Linked DNA regions of Mus musculus: region 1 is linked to region 2. A link is a contact called in public HiChIP or PLAC-seq data. All regions are on one chromosome and are shown on one strand. Each heading gives the region's core, a stretch centred on a gene start, on an enhancer-like site or on the middle of the called end of the contact. The rest is flanking DNA. Distances are from core to core; before and after follow the strand shown.

Region 1 (7,626 bases), core at 84-2,583, 99 kb after region 2:
TGCCGGGGGTTTCTGCCTTTGCTTGGATCTCAGAGTCCCCCAGAAATGGTAGTCTCAGCATCATGCCTGAAACCTCCAACACAAATAATTTTCAATTTGCCTGGGAGTTTCAATCGTACAATCCAATGTTAAATAATAGATTAGATGCCTCGGGGAGAGAAACAGGGTTTAAGAAGAAATAAATAAAAGGCAAAGTAAAAATCTGGGCCTGGGTTTTTGAGAGTATTTCTGATCTCACAGCTTCTGCTCTTAGCCTGGATTTGACCGCCCTGTTCCTTCCCACAGTGTTAGGACTTGCAGCTCTCTGGGGCCGTGGGACTGCCACCCACCCACATCTCTGAGAGCTGGTGGGGCTCTATTCCAAATGCTAGACAGATTCACTCCATCCCCTGTACCCCTGTTCTGGGCATCTGTACCCCAAAGAGAAGTCTTAGCTTGTAACCTTGGCAACTGTCCCCAGTGAGGCTGCTAGGCTGACCAAATGCTTGTATAGTCATGTAGACTCATGGGCAACCTTAAGCCATGGATGACAGAGAGCTGCAGGCTGGTACAGAGATGGGCAGGCACCAGGCAGGATCTGGTGGCATTGTGTGTGACACCCCAGAGGAAATGCTTATGGGATGGGAACCTTCTCACTGCCCCTGAACTGTGGTCATTTCTGCCCACCCTCTTCCCTGTCACTCCAAGAGAAGGTTCCAGATTCTCATCTTTCAGACCACCCTACTTCTCAGCCCTCCCTCTTGGACCAGGCTGGCTCAGATTAATCTCTCCTCCCCCTCCTCCCACTCCTCCCTCCCCCCTCCTCTCCCTCCCCCTCCTCCCCCTCCTCTCCCTTCCCCTCCTCTCCCTCCCCCTCCTCTCCCTCCCCTCTTCTCCCCCTCCCCCTCCTCCCCTTCTCCTCCACCTCCCCCTCCCCCCTCCTCCCCCTCCTCTTCCTGTTTCTCTGGCTGTTACCTCTCTTACCCCCGCCCCTTTAACTTTTACTTTTCCAGACTGGGTCTCTCACATAGCCCAAGCTGGCTTGGAGCTTGCTGGGTAGCCAAGGATGGCTTTGAACTCTCCACCCATCATTCATCATCATCTTGGCCTCTGGAGGGCACTAAGCCCACTCGGGATCTGTTCCCATCTTTGCTGTCACGCTTGCTGGGGGAGGGGACAAGCTCCGACTTCCCCCTGCTACTTTCCAGCAGCAGGACACCTGTTTATCAGAACCTCAGGCAGCCACTTAAAGGCGTCTGGAATCTCAGTTTCCTGCAAAGCTTGTCTTGTCCTTGCTCCTGAGGTCACTGGATTCCTAACTTGCTCTCACAAACCACCCCCCACAGAGCAGCAGAGCATTCTAATGGTTAAGGACTGGACACCAGACCTAACTGCCGGGCGCTGGAAGGGAGACAGTCTTTTCAGAGCTACGTGGCCTCAGGGTAAATTGTTCAACCCCTTCTGTGTCTCAAGGTCCTTGTCGGGAGATCCCGGGAGGATATAACTGCTCCGTATCTATCTTACAGGGTGGTAATGGCAAGTAAATAAAATAATATATTCATGAAATATGCAGAGCAGTTTGGGATCAGCCTGTAAATACCATGATTTTCGTGTATGTGTGCTGGGGCTTGAGCCTAAGGCCTCAAGCATATTGACAAAGGCTTTAAGAGGAATCCACACTCCCTGCCCTCACTGGCAAGCCTGGGAAGGCAGCATTCCAAGGCATGACCTATATCTGCATTTTTTAAAAAAAATATTGTGTTTATCTGTTTATTCTGATTGTGTGTGTGTCTGCATGCCGTCACTCAAATGTGGGTCAGCAAGAGTCAGTTTTCTCTCCTACCATGTGGGTCCTGGGTATGGAACTTAGATCGTCTTAGATTGACTTAGAGGTAAGCCATTTTACCGGCTGAGCCATTCTGCAAGCCCCATTGCTATTATTTTCTTAGACAGCGCCTCACTCTGTTGCCCAGGCTGATCTATAACTCAGTATGTAGCCCAGGTTGGCCTTGTACGCAGAGCATTTCTCTTGCCTGGGTCTCTTGCAAAGCTAGATCTCGCATGTGCACCACTGTACCTGGTTATTCTTACTTCTTATTACTTCAAGAGCCAAGGCCAGAGAGGACAATGGTATGGGTTTAAATGACATCTCCAGCTAGGCATGGTGGTGGGATCCCAGTGCTCAGGAGGCAGAGGCAGGCTGATCTATGTAAGTTTGAGGACAGCCTGGTCTGCAAAGTGACTTCCAGGACAGCCAGGGCTACACAGAGAAACCCTGTTTTGAAAAACAAAGCAAAACAAAACCCAAACAAACAAACAAACAAAACGTGACAGCTCCAAATAGGGAAAAGACATGGGCAGCCTCTGATGGTACATGATTCTGATTCCAATACTACAGGGTGGAGGCAGGGGGATTGTGAGCCAGGCCAGCCTGGGCTACAGAGTCTATTCAAGGCCAGCAGAGGCTATGGTAGCTAGACACTGCCTTAGAAAACAGAAAGAAGGAAGTAAAGAAGAAAAGACAGTAGGGAGAAAGGGGGTGGATTCGAGATACTTTCAAGAAGTAAGACAGAGTGCAGGGGTGGTGGGCTGAGGTGGGAGTCCTGGGAGGGGGGTGCAGGACTTGGAAGAGATGAGGCTCAGGTAGGGTAGGTGATCTGAGGCACCTTCTGGATGTGCTGATACAGATGTGGGGCAGGTGGCTGGACAAGGCAGGGTGGGGGGAGAGCTGCTAGAGGTCAGGGGTGGAGGTGTAAACTGGGAAGCCAGCATAGGGGTGGTGCTGAGCTCTGCCCTCCAGGGGATGCACAGGCAGGTGAGAGGCTGCTGGACTCAGAACACTGGAGGCTGCTGAAGAACCAGTGCCAACCTGTTTAGGGGGGTAGGGGGTGGGGGGATGGGGATGGGGATGGGCGTCGGAGTGGGGGTGGGGGTGGGAGGATATTTTTAGAGAAAGAAGAGATGGAGGAGAGGCCGTGGGGCCATGGGATGCATTTTGGTGGGAAAGACAGAGCAGGGTTGAGGCAAGCCTTGGAGGGCGACTCTGTTTTGTTTATTTTTGAGGGAGGATTGTGCCATGCAGCGCTGGCTGTCTGAAGCTCAGGATCACAGTCTCAAAGCCTCAACCTTCTGAGTGTTGAGATTACATGGTGTGCACCCCTATGCCCTTTTAAATCTTTTATTTTATTTTATTTTATTTTATTTTATTTTTGTTTTTTGAGACAGGGATTCTCTGTGTAGCCCTGGCTGTCCTGGAACTCACTTTGTAACCAGGCTGGCCTTGAACTCAGAAATCTACCTGCCTCTGCCTCCCAAGTGCTGGGATTAAAGACGTGTGCCACCACCACCCCGCTTAAATCTTTTAATTTTATGTTTTGTTGATAGATTAGCCTAAGGACTGTGCTTTGGCGATGTCTTGGAGGAAGAGACAGAGACATAGGGTGGGCATTGGAGAACACCATTGCTTGGAAGGAGAACAGGACCCAACAGAAAATACCTACTTTTGAGGGGCCTACTGGGCTTTCCCATTTATTTAAAATACCAGAAGAGGTGATGCTCATGAAGGTGTGTATGCAATGTGAGCACGGGTGTGTATGTGTGTGTACACGCGTGTGCATGTGCGTTTCCAGTGAGGTCAGAGAATACCTGGTATCTCTCGGATGGACAGTGGAAACCATTGCCTTGCTTGGTGTTGGTAACCCAGCTCTTGGACCCATCTGAGGGATGAGAGAAGCTGAGGTGCTGGGGTGCTTGGTACTCGGGCAGGTTCTTTTGGAACTGGTGGGTTAGAAAGTAGCGTCTGGGGTCTTCCCAGAGATTCTGTGGAGGTTGGTTGAAATCTCATCTTAGGGAGAGGCAATTCTTTCTGCACTGGCTAGCGTCACCCACTCTGGAATGTTGCTGCCACCTGGTGGCCCAGTTAGGGATGCACCGGCCTCTGTTTAGGAGCAGGGACTTGGCCCCACCTGCTGGTTATGAGTGGTTCTGCATCTATAAAGTCCCCGTTGGCGGCAATTATGCTACACTGGAGAAAGAGAAGTGGCTTGTCCTGTCTGCTTGGTACAGGGTTTGAGTCAACCTGTCTGGATTTTGAATGCCTCCCCAGGGTATTTGAGGGAGGGACCCAGGACTTTGGATACCAGTTGTTTCTATCCTGACAATGGTTTCTACATCGAGGGAAGGTCAGCCATTCAAAGATAAAGAAAGGCCTGGTGGGGAATCTGTGTGTGTGTGTGTGTACCCACATGTGTGTCCTAGTGGGGCCCTGGGGGATGGATCACACTTGAGGAGAGGGCCTGAGACTGGACAGCTATTCTCCAACCTTGATTTTTTTTCCCCCAGTGACCCTTCCTAGTGATCAGATGGTCTGCTTTCAGGGAGAATGGTGAGCAATTGGGACAGGACTGAGTAATGAATACAAGGTGCTACCAGAGAGGAAAGGGGACAGAGGACTTGTCCATAGTTCCACCTACACGTATACCCATCATCCAGTCATTTATGTCCATATAGAAGGACATACAGAGAGACAGAGAGACAGAGACACATCCCTGCATGCACATTCTTTCCTGTGTTCCACAGTCTAGCTCAAGGCTGTGAGGCTGGATATACCTCAATGAATTTGAGGCAGGGCCTCAGGGCTGGGCCTATGGCCTTCAGTTGATGGCCATCCTGGGGACCATTAAGGTGGTGCTAATTGTCAGAGTCTTGGGTCTTGTTCCCTCCTCCCTTAAAACTGGTAATGGCTACATTGCATGTAGGTGTGTCCAGCTTAGCTCCTGCTTGGGTGACACTGAAGAGTGACCTTGCGAGGGTTTCTTATTTTTAGCCCATCCCCACATGCTCTCCCTTTCTCTCCCCCACTTCCTTTCTTCCCCTCCCTGACTGCCCCCCACCCCCTCTCTGGCAGTAGCCCAGGGCAATGAGCTGCAGCAGACCAAGTGGCAGTACAGGCTGCCCAGATGGGCCTCTAGGTGTCCTTTGGCTGAGCAGAAGCTCCTAGACACTCTGCCCCAAGCTCTGCCAAATGTACCCACAACCAGAGACACTTTCTCCGTTGTGAATTCAGTTTCGCTAGCGCCTGCTATTTCTGGGCCACAGTTAGCTTTCTAGCTTTCCAGGCTTCTCTAGCATCTCTCACATGGGTCTGCCTAGAGCTGGTTCTGGCTCCAGTCAGGGTGACCTTCTTGGCTTTCTGAGCCTCTGGACATCTGCCTTCCATGAATCTCCTAAACCCCTCTGGCTGTGACTTGATCCTCCTCCCCATCCCTCTGGGTCCTTCCCTATCAGATGGTCACTTCCAGCTGGAACCAGAGGGCAGCCTCACCCTTGCTCAGGGCTCCTGGATGAATGTGGCTCCAAGACAGAAGGCAGCTTCAGTCACTTGTTCCAATCCTGGAAGATTCCAGAGACCACTACAGTAAAGGCAAAATGGAGGTGAATTAGCTGTAGCCAGTATGAGGCCAGCTGGATTCCAGTAGCATCTACTGCCTGGGGGACCTGGTGCTGTCTCTCCTTACAGACCCAACATCAGCTTTGGGAGTGGTCTCCCAGGACGACCTGGATATATCTGCCCCACAGACGGATCCAGAAGGCAGGCAGAGGTTCTCAGCAATCCTGGAGAGACAGGCAAACGGACATCTGCTCCTAATACAAAGTGCTTCCCTCTCCTTGTAGACACAGCCCCAGTCACACTCATACTGTAAGCACCAACAGAGCTCCCACTGGGACCTTTCCGTTGTCACTCTGACTTGTGCCAATTTCAGAATCAGTTCTGGCACCCAACTTAAGGAGAGGTTTCACAGACAGCTCTGCCTTCCCCTCCCCCAAAGCCAGATCCTCAAGGGTGGGTAATCTGTCAGCCTTGAGGTGTTTGATTAGGTGTGTAGATAAGGCTGAGGTCACACTCAGGGTCAGGGATGTGCTGGCTATAGCTTTAGCCAGCTCACCATAGACGTCTAGGAAGCTGAGGATGACGTCGCTCCCCACGGTGAGAATTACAGAAACTGACCATGCTGCTCAGTGCCTTACAGAGCCCCAGGTGCAGAGCCCCAGGTGCAGTGCCTTACAGAGCCCAGGTGCAGCCCTAATGGGCACCTGATAGGGAGCTTGCCCCTGTTCTGGCTGTCCTCAGAGAACCTGCTGCAAGGTGAGACCCAAGGGACTCCACTCCCTAAGTGGGGACAGACCTATCTTTTCTCTCAGGGACTTAGCAGGGCCCACAGGTGGTCTGGAAAGAGAAAGAACTCAAACAAACAAGCTGGAAATACACAGCAAGATCCTGATTCACCAAAACAAAAGCAGGCTCAGCGGTTAAGGTTAAGAGCTCAGATTGCTCTAGCGGTTCAGCTCCTACAGGGAGGTTGACAGCTGCCTGTCACTCCAGCTTTGGGGGGGGGGGGGAATCTGACCCCATACAGCCTTCACAGACACCTGCACTCATGTGCACATATTCACGTATTATTAATAGTAAAATACATTAAAAATTTTTTTTCTAAGACTCCCCAAGGCATAGGGCAGGGTGCCTATGAGCTCACAGCACAGCCTGGAGTAGACACCACTGCTCTGAAAACCATGTGCTTTATTCAGATGACCCTGGGTCATAGAAAAGCAGCAAACCACGTGGTTTGGTACAAGGCAAAGGATAAGGGGATGTAGGACATCCCTCGACGCTGGGGCCCTCTTCTGGGTCTCAGGCTTCCCTGGACAGCATAGCTCAGCATAGCTCAGCTGAGTTCTTAAAGCATCCATCCGAGTCGTGCTCCGTCTCAAACTCAGCCAACCCAATGAGGAAATGGGTGTGGGACAAGGGTCAAGGTCCATTGTCTGGGCCTCTGTGGCCCACCCTAGGGCCACAGCCACAAGGCCTCACATCCTCAGAGCTCAGTCCCCGGAGGCCGCCTATGCGCAGGTGAGTGGGCATGACCGGCAGACCCCGCCCCTGACCAGCAGGCCCCGCCCTCAGTACAGGTCCGAGAAAGGTTTGGAGTAGTTGAACATCAGGTAATCCATGTAGTAGAAGTCGTAGGTTCGCTGTCGCTGCAGCGAGGAGAGCTGAGCGAAGTACTGATGGGTGATTCTCGATGTGGTCCGCGCCTCCTCGGAGTGCCTGTCCTTGAACCTCGGGAAAGTCAGGTTCCCGGGCGCATGGATGAGACGCAGGAAGAAGTTGGCATCGTCTTCCATGCTCTCGAACTTGCCCACAAAGTCATAGTCGATGAGGCAGGGGCTGCACAGCCGGCTAACATGGTCCCAGTGGATGTCCATGCCCACGGGCCGGTGGACATCCAACAGGTACTGGACGAACTCGGGGAACTGCACACCGGAGCCAGTCCGCAGTGCCTCCCGCGAGGCGTTGGCGCGGTACCGGGCCAGGATAGCCTTGCCAAAGACAGGATGATAGTAGCTGTTAGGATGCTCAAACTTGTCTCGGAAAGCAGAGACCAGCCGCTCAAAGGGTTCCCGGACAAAGAGCATCTTGGTGTAGGTACTGAGGCGGTGCACTATGCCCTGCCGGTCAAAAGTATCCAGGCGCTTAAGGGCGCTGCCATAGTGGACGGTGTTGTGTTGGATATCTGCCGTGGATGAGGCTAACCCTGCCAGCACCATGAGCACCCTCTTCCAGTTGGAGCAGCCTGCCTTGGGTACTTC
Region 2 (7,445 bases), core at 1,865-4,364:
TTGTAAATGCATGATTTCTACAATAAATGTGACCCCTGTGATCGGTTGTTTGACATCCCCCCAGAGGGGTCTCAGCCCAGATGTTGAGAACCGCTATCCCAGAACAAGGACCAGCCAACCTCACCACATCCTGTTTGAATTCAGAACTTTTGTGGCCTTGAACTAACCAGTTGCTGCTCTGAGTCACTGCATCTCTGGGAGTGGCTATGGACCAGCTAGAAGCAGACCGACAGCTGGGAAGAGGGATAGAAGGACAGACGAGCCAGATCTGTGATAAAAGCAAATGTGGTCTAACTGCACAGGCTAGGTGGGTGTTCACTACGTGCTTCCACCAACTTTTCTGCACACTTGAACATTTTAATGATGAAAACTGGTAGGAAAGAAAGAAAAAATTGTTATGAAATATAAGTCTGTGGTATAAGGCTGCAGGAATAAAGAAAGAAGAGGGTACCTGGTGGGCCCATGCAGACGGGTCATCAGGGAATCACACCATGCAGCAGACCTAGTATTAAAGGAAGTTTATTGTGGAAAAGGAAGGGAGGGGAGGGGAGGAGAAGGGGAGGAGAAGGGGAGGGGAGGGGGAGGGGGAGGGGAGGGGAGGGGAAGGGAAGGGAAGGGAAGGGAAGGGAAGGGAAGGGAAGGGAAGGGAAGGGAAGGGAAGGGAAGGGAAGGGAAGGGAAGGGAAGGGAAGGGAAGCTTGGACCTGGAAAAGGGGTAGGAGAAGAAAAGGGAGGAGAAGGACAGAAGGAGGGGAAGAGAGGCCTCTATATGGGGAGAGGAAGGGGGGGAAGGAAGGAGGAAGAGGAGGAGGGAGGAGGAAGAGAAGAAGAAGAAGAAGAAGAAGAAGAAGAAGAAGAAGAAGAAGAAGAAGAAGAAGAAGAAGAAGAAGAAGAAGAAGGAAGAAGAAGGAAGAAGAGAAGAAGAGAAGAAGAGAAGAAGAGAAGGGGAAGGAAGAGTTGGGGAGGGGACTGGTGTAGCAAGCAGTCTGGGCTCACACCTGATGACAGGTGATGATGTAAGCTGTTGTTAGGTGGAGCCTAACAGAACTGTCTGTAAGCCAATAGGAATACTAGTTGTCCTTTGACCATGCACACACACACTCCAAATTAATTAAATTAATTAATTATTTTAATTAGAAATATGTAATAAAAACTTAACTAGTACTAGTTAGCATTTATTGGGGCCTGTCAATCACTTCTGTAGTCACAACCTAACTCAATCTTCCCAACAGCTGAACCGGTTGGTGTCCTGTTTGTCTCCACTTCACAGATGATGAGGACCAAGACAAAATTAGGTCAAGTCAGTTACTACAGTAGCAGTTCTAATGAAGAGTAGTGAGAAAGCACCAAGTCAGCTCCGGAGACCCTGGGGCAGACAGACAGTCCTGAGCCTTGCAGGTTGAGGCACCCAGTGTCCTCAGCCACCCCTCTTCACTGCTTTAATAAAAAGGTCAAAACAATGAAGGGTTTCTGATAACTCCTTGGTTTTTATAGTTCTCCAATATTAGGTTATACCTTTCCAGGATAAGACACAATGCCTTCTGGCATGCCATTCTTTCCTTCCCAGGGTTGTTGGTCATTGCACATTCTATTATCAGGTTATTGTTGTTTTTTTAAATCTCCTTTGAGGGTGGGGATGTGGCTCAGTGGTAGAGCCCCTGCCTAGAATCCCCCAGTGGGGGGCTAGGGCTTGGCTCAGTGGTAGAGCCCCTGCCTTGAATCCCCCAGTGGGGGGCTAGGGCTTGGCTCAGTGGTAGAGCCCCTGCCTAGAATCCCCCAGTGAGGGGCTGGGGGTGTGGCTCAGTGGTAGAGCCCCTGCCTAGAATCCCCCAGTGAGGGGCTGGGGGTGTGGCTCAGTGGTAGAGCCCCTGCCTAGAATCCCCCAGTGAGGGACTGGGGCTGTGGCTCAGTGGTAGAGCCCCTGCCTAGAATCCCCCAGTGAGGGGCTGGGGGTGTGGCTCAGTGGTAGAGCACTTGCCTAGGGGCATCCCTGCCCCCTACACAATGAGGGGTTGGGAGTGTGGCTCAGTGATGGATTCTAATCACACTCATGGTGAAGGGGCTGGGGGTGTGGTGAATCCTTTGCCAAAAATCTCCTAGTGAGAGTCTGGAATTATATTATATTATATTATATTATATTATATACCTCCTTTTTGCTGTTCTGCAAAACAGGACAGCCTCTTTGTGTGCACAAGAATAATGTGAAGCTTAGAGACTTAACATAAGTTGTCCAAGTCCAAACTGTACAAGAGACAGGGCATAGCTCCCACACAGGTCACCTAGGACTTCTGAGGCAATGTCCACTGTATTTCAGGCTAGTGTTTCTATTAACTGGTCTCTAGGAGCACGTGCTCACACGTGCCGGTAGGATTCCCGGAGTCTTCTAACAAGGAAAAGCTTTCAGAGCCTCGGAGGACGAGAGTAACCTGCCCACCTTCCTGGAGAGGGATGTTTTGTATCCAGATTTTAGCTTCAACCATCGGTTTATAAGATGCTGGCTGTCTCCTCCAGCGATTCCTGGTGGCTCATGGTGGCTTGCTAGTGTGCAGGGTTTATCTTCCCCAACAGCAACCGCCTATTACTCTGTGGATCTGACGCCCGCTGTAGGCAGAGCCGCAAGCAGCCCGGCCAAGTCGGTCTAATAAACACCCGGTTCCCTCCAGGCAGCGGCTGGCTAGCAAGTCTAGCCACTAAACTCCTTATGCAACCTGCACACAAGCACACATAATAGGGCTGGCAGACTCCTAACTAGTCCTGGTACTCTGGGGACCGACACTACCCAGCACTGTGATCCCATTCCGAGTCCCCACCCGATGACCTCCAGGAGTGAATGAAGGAGCTGGGCCAGAGGTGCCTAGCTCCGGGGTGGCAGCACAACCACCCCGTCGCGTCCCCGATCTGGGACCCAAAGCGGCGCACAGAGCTGGCGCGAGTAGCCGTCAGTCTTCCCTGAGGTTTTGCAAGCCGAGGAGCTTGTAGCCTGGGGTCGCCTGAGCACTCTAGTTCCAGAAGGTTTGGCAGGGCAAGCAGGCGGCTGCAAGGAGGCAGCTGTGAGCTGGTCGCTTCTGGCTGTTTCAGGCCAGAGCCCAGGGCCAGGGTCGTGTTGCTTAGCAACGGGACCCTGTCTGGGCCTCTGCCCTCATTCTTGTCCCCTTCCCACACTGAGACTCAGCCTAGTGGGAGCCCTAGAGCCGAGGGCGTGGCCCGTGGGGAAACTGGGGTGGAGCTTGGAGGTCGCTCAGGTGTGGAAGGGCTGAGCAGGGGCTGACTTATCTGCATGTGACCAGAGACCTGGAGAGCCCCAGGCAGAGGCTACAAATCGGTTTCTATCGTGGCTCTGCCAGCTCTAGTTCAAACGAGTCTTTCCGGTGAGGCTGGCCAGCCAGCGCTGCCCCGCCCCAGCGTCTCCAGACGGCTGAGAGTGCTGCACCCCGCCCAGGCCGAAGGCGAGCTCAGAGGTCAAGGCACGTTGCTGGACTGCAGGGTGGGGGCTGGGGGGGCGGTGGAGTGGAATGTGCTTTTCCCATTCCGCCCTCCTCTCCTTCCCCATCATGTAGCTCCGAAGGGTCACCCTAACTATAAAAGCTTCCCCAAGTGATGTGAGAAGTAGGCCTCAAATCTAATTTCACGATTCCACGCTGGAGGAAACTGAGTCACCATGTCCTGTCCCACAAGCTAACAGACAGCAAAGCCTTAAAGGAGGGCCTGACAGAGGGCAGGGTGTTTCCCATGGTCCAAGTATTCTGGGGCAGACCAAGGGGATCAAGGACATAGAAAATCCTGGCCATTTCTCCAGCCTCGGGAAAATTAATAAAGAAGATAAGGTCGCATTCTTTGCACAACTGAGCGGATCCCGCCTAAGCTCTGAGGTCTGCAGGCCGGGACCTCCCTCCTCCCAGCCTGGCCCTCACACGGCCCAGAAGGCATGGTAAGGAAGCTGGGATCCGAGCCAAGAGTCTTTCCTCTCTTCAGAGGGAAGAGCTCTGATGGCCCAAGTCTGCTTTTTCAAAATCACAGGGAGTGAAGGCCCCAAAGGAAGGTACCCTAGAGGGCCCGCCTAACCTTGACTCCGACTTGCAATGGGCGTTTGATCAAGAAAGTTGGTCAGTTTCTCAAAATGCAAAATCAATGGCATTTCTTTGGGGTATTCTCTTTGCTGGGAACGAAAGATGATGAACTGTTTTCTTAAATCCTATCTTGATAGCATCCCTCCTCCATTCAAGATTTCCCTGCAGCCAAAAAGACCTCAGCAGCTTCAGCTTTATGACTTTTAGAAAATATAATTTTGATGAATTTTACCTATTCCTCAAATTAGAAGATTCCTTAATTACAGGGGAAATAGCACATCTCGGAGCAGACTGACCATCCTCATGGGGGGGGCAGGCAATCTAAAATGTCTTTTTCTAGCAGCTACTGGCCCGCCTCTGTCAGCTGATGTGTGTGGTTAGAAAATAAGGACCAGTACACAGTTGCACAGGCCAGGAATCCCAGTGTTTGGGAGGCTGAGGCAGGCAGGTGGAGAGCTTGAGGCTAGCCTGAACTATTTAGCAAGTCCAAGTCCAGCCTGGATTACCTAGTAAGAGAGAGGGAGGGAGAGGGAGAGGAGGAGGGGCAACGGCGGGGGAGGGGAAGAGGGAGAAGGGAAGGGAAAGTAAAATTTTAAAAAAAGAAAAGAAAGTGAGTCAGAAAAGAAAACATAAATGAAGGTCCGCAGAAGTGGCCCATCTTTCCAGAGGGTTCTAAGTGGAGAGGAAGCGGCTGCCTAGGTAAAATTGTTTTCCAACTGTGCTTCAGTGGCCAAATGGTATCCACAGGGGAAGTTGTCCTGAAAGGACTGTATCTGTTAAGTGTGGGAGGTATCACTGTTGGGCGTCGCTAATGGATGAACAGATCCAAGAGTGATCAGCATCCGCTAATAACGCAGAGCCAGCCAGCCTTTTGGGGCGTGTGTATGTGTGTGCACTCAGAGGCCAGAAGAGGACATCAGGTGCTGTGTTCTCTCACTCTTTGTCTTAGTCTTGATCTTTCTGGTGGTGATGGTGGTGGTAGCTTTTAATTTGTTTTTCAAAGATGTATTTAAATTTTTAAAAAAGATTTACTTATGTGTATCAATCATTCTTTTGCTTGCGTGTGTTTCTGTGTACCGTGTGCATGCCTGATGACAGCTGTGGTCAGAAGAGGGCGCTTGCATCCCCTAGAACTGGAGTTATGGATGGCTGTGAGCATCACGTGAATGCTGGAAACTGAACCTGGGTCCTCCTCAAGAACTAGTGCTCTGAACCACTGAGCCATCTCTCTAGACTCGGTCTTATTCTCTTGAGACAGGGTCTCTCACACAATTCTGGAGCCAGGCTGGCAGCCAGGAAGCCTCCTAATGCTGCAACCCTTTAATACAGTTCCTCATGCCATGGTGGCGGCCAACCATAAAATCATGTCCTTACTACTTAATAAATGTATATTTGCTACTGTTATGAGTCATAATATCAATATCTGATATTCAGGATATCTGATATGCGGCCCCCAAAGGGGTCAGAGGGTTCAGAAACTCTAATCTAGATCAATTACCACATTTACAGGAAATACAAAATGCAATGGGATGTGTTAAATGCCATGTAGATCATAGCAATCCAGGTCTTGTGAAACGACTTCCTTAACAATGATTTAAAAGCAAAATAATCAAGATCGAATAAGTGGTAAAAGTATAGAGTAACATCAATGGTCCGCTTGTAAATTTGAATATTGGTGAGCTACCCAAGGTTAAGTGATCCACTGTTAGTTGGGTTGGTTGGTTGGTTTGGTTTGTCTTTATAGTGGAAGCATTGTGGTTATATTTTCCAATCATCCTTCAGAAATACATGCTAGAAATGTTTCCAGATTAAATGAGGCAACAGCACAGAGCGAAAGAAGACAGGCATTTGTAATCAGTACGTGTGATCCGCTGTGTCAGTCTGCAGATCATTGTGGTTTTTATATATGTGAGTGCAGGCACCCTTGGAAATCAGGAGAGGGTGTCGGATTCCTCTGGAGCAAGAATTAGAGGTTGTGAACCACTTGACTGGGTGTGGAAACTGAAGTTGGCTCCTCTTCTGTGTGTCGCCCACGCTGGCCTCAAACTCTCAGTCCTTTTGTCCTTATCCCCTGCCCCACCTGAGTGATGGGATTTATAGATTTGTGGTCCCACACTCAGGCCTTTCAGGTTTCAACTTGTTAACCCTTGTTGGAGTCTGTGGCTAAGGCCTGAGACACCTGGGACTCTCCACAGTCTGCACACAACCCCCCCCCCCCATTTGTACATTCAGCAGACACCACCAGGGCTCTCTGCTTGACCTCCTGACATTACAGAGCTCACATTTGGACATCAGATTAAAAATAACAATGGAGGAAGCTACTAAATAGAAGTGGGGCCCTGTCTTAGTCAGGGTTTCTATTCCTGCACAAACATCATGACCAAGAAGCAAGTTGGGGAGGAAAGGGTTTATTCAGCTTACACTTCCACATTGCTGTTCATCACTGAAAGAAGTCAGGACTGGAACTCAAGCAGGTCAGGAAGCAGGAGCTGATGCAGAGGCCATGGAGAGATGTTCTTTACTGGCTTGCTTCCCCTGGCTTGCTCAGCCTGCTTTCTTATAGAACCAAGATTACCAGCCCAGAGATGGCACCACCCACAAGGGGACCTCCCCATTGATCACTAATTGAGAAAATGCCTTACAGCTGGATCTAATAGAGGCACTTCCCCAACTGAAGCTCCTTTCTCTGTGATAACTCCAGCCTGTGTCAAGTTGACACAAAACTAGCCAGTACAGGCCCACACAGCAGAACTGCTGTTTGCCGTGAATGCTGACTGTCTTTAGTAGGGTTTCCGCTGCTGTGAAGAGACACCATGACCAAGGCAACTCTTATAAAGGACAACATTTACAGGTTACAGGTTCAGAGGTTCAATCTTTTATCATCATGGGGTGAAGCATGGCAGCATCCAGGCAGGCCTGGTACTGGAGGAGCTGAGAGTTCTGCATCTTGTTCTGGAGGCAAACAGAAGACTCTCACTGGCATTGGGAGGAAGGGTCTCAAAGCCCACCCCCACACTGGCACACTTCCTCCAACGAGGCCACACCCACTCCAATAAGGCTACATCTCCTAATAGAGTCATTCCCTGGGCCAAGCATATTCAAACTACTACATTGACACATAAAAAGATTGTCTGTATTCTGCCAGTTCATGCTCGTGAAACATGATGTGTCCTACAATGAGGACACACCCAATGCTCTTTGATAATAGACTGCTGGAGAGCATGCGTTCCTCTGTGCTTGCTTCTCCACCAAGCAGAGAGACCCCCTCACCTTCCTGCTATCATCCCTTTTTAGGTAGGCAAACCTCCCTGACTCGAGCTATTAGTCTTGATTCTCTTAGTTATATGTGTAGACATGATCATGGCCATCCAACTCATAG

What was found. HiChIP or PLAC-seq counts read pairs in DNA pulled down with a chosen protein or histone mark.
Region 1: an H3K27ac HiChIP or PLAC-seq map of embryonic stem cells shows a contact between it and region 2, with 8 read pairs. The contact joins two enhancer-like sites. A contact is called at or near these places in 1 of 15 datasets of contacts at CTCF or cohesin (embryonic stem cells), 12 of 484 Hi-C or Micro-C datasets (3T3-L1-derived adipocytes, adipose-derived mesenchymal stem cells, embryonic stem cells and 4 more), 8 of 115 datasets of contacts at active chromatin or transcription factors (craniofacial prominence, embryonic stem cells, stem cell-derived neural progenitor cells and 1 more) and 1 of 9 other capture datasets (embryonic stem cells).

Annotation. Positions count from the first base shown.
Region 1 is chr7:34,668,223-34,675,848 of GRCm38.p6, forward strand. It overlaps Chst8 (carbohydrate sulfotransferase 8), which reads right to left. Exons shown (of 4, transcript NM_175140.4): 4 at 6,246-7,626. The coding sequence ends at 6,937. Among named protein-coding and RNA genes, the nearest start is that of Gm12781, 12 kb to the left of the region's middle. Within about 2 kb of position 1,334, at least 13 of the 459 cell types and tissues checked have an H3K27ac peak or open chromatin away from gene starts, as enhancers often do. A contact at or near this core is called in embryonic stem cells and trophoblast stem cells, where this site is marked.
Region 2 is chr7:34,567,582-34,575,026 of GRCm38.p6, forward strand. No RefSeq gene overlaps it. Among named protein-coding and RNA genes, the nearest start is that of Gm12784, 24 kb to the left of the region's middle. Within about 2 kb of position 3,115, at least 160 of the 459 cell types and tissues checked have an H3K27ac peak or open chromatin away from gene starts, as enhancers often do. A contact at or near this core is called in embryonic stem cells and trophoblast stem cells, where this site is marked.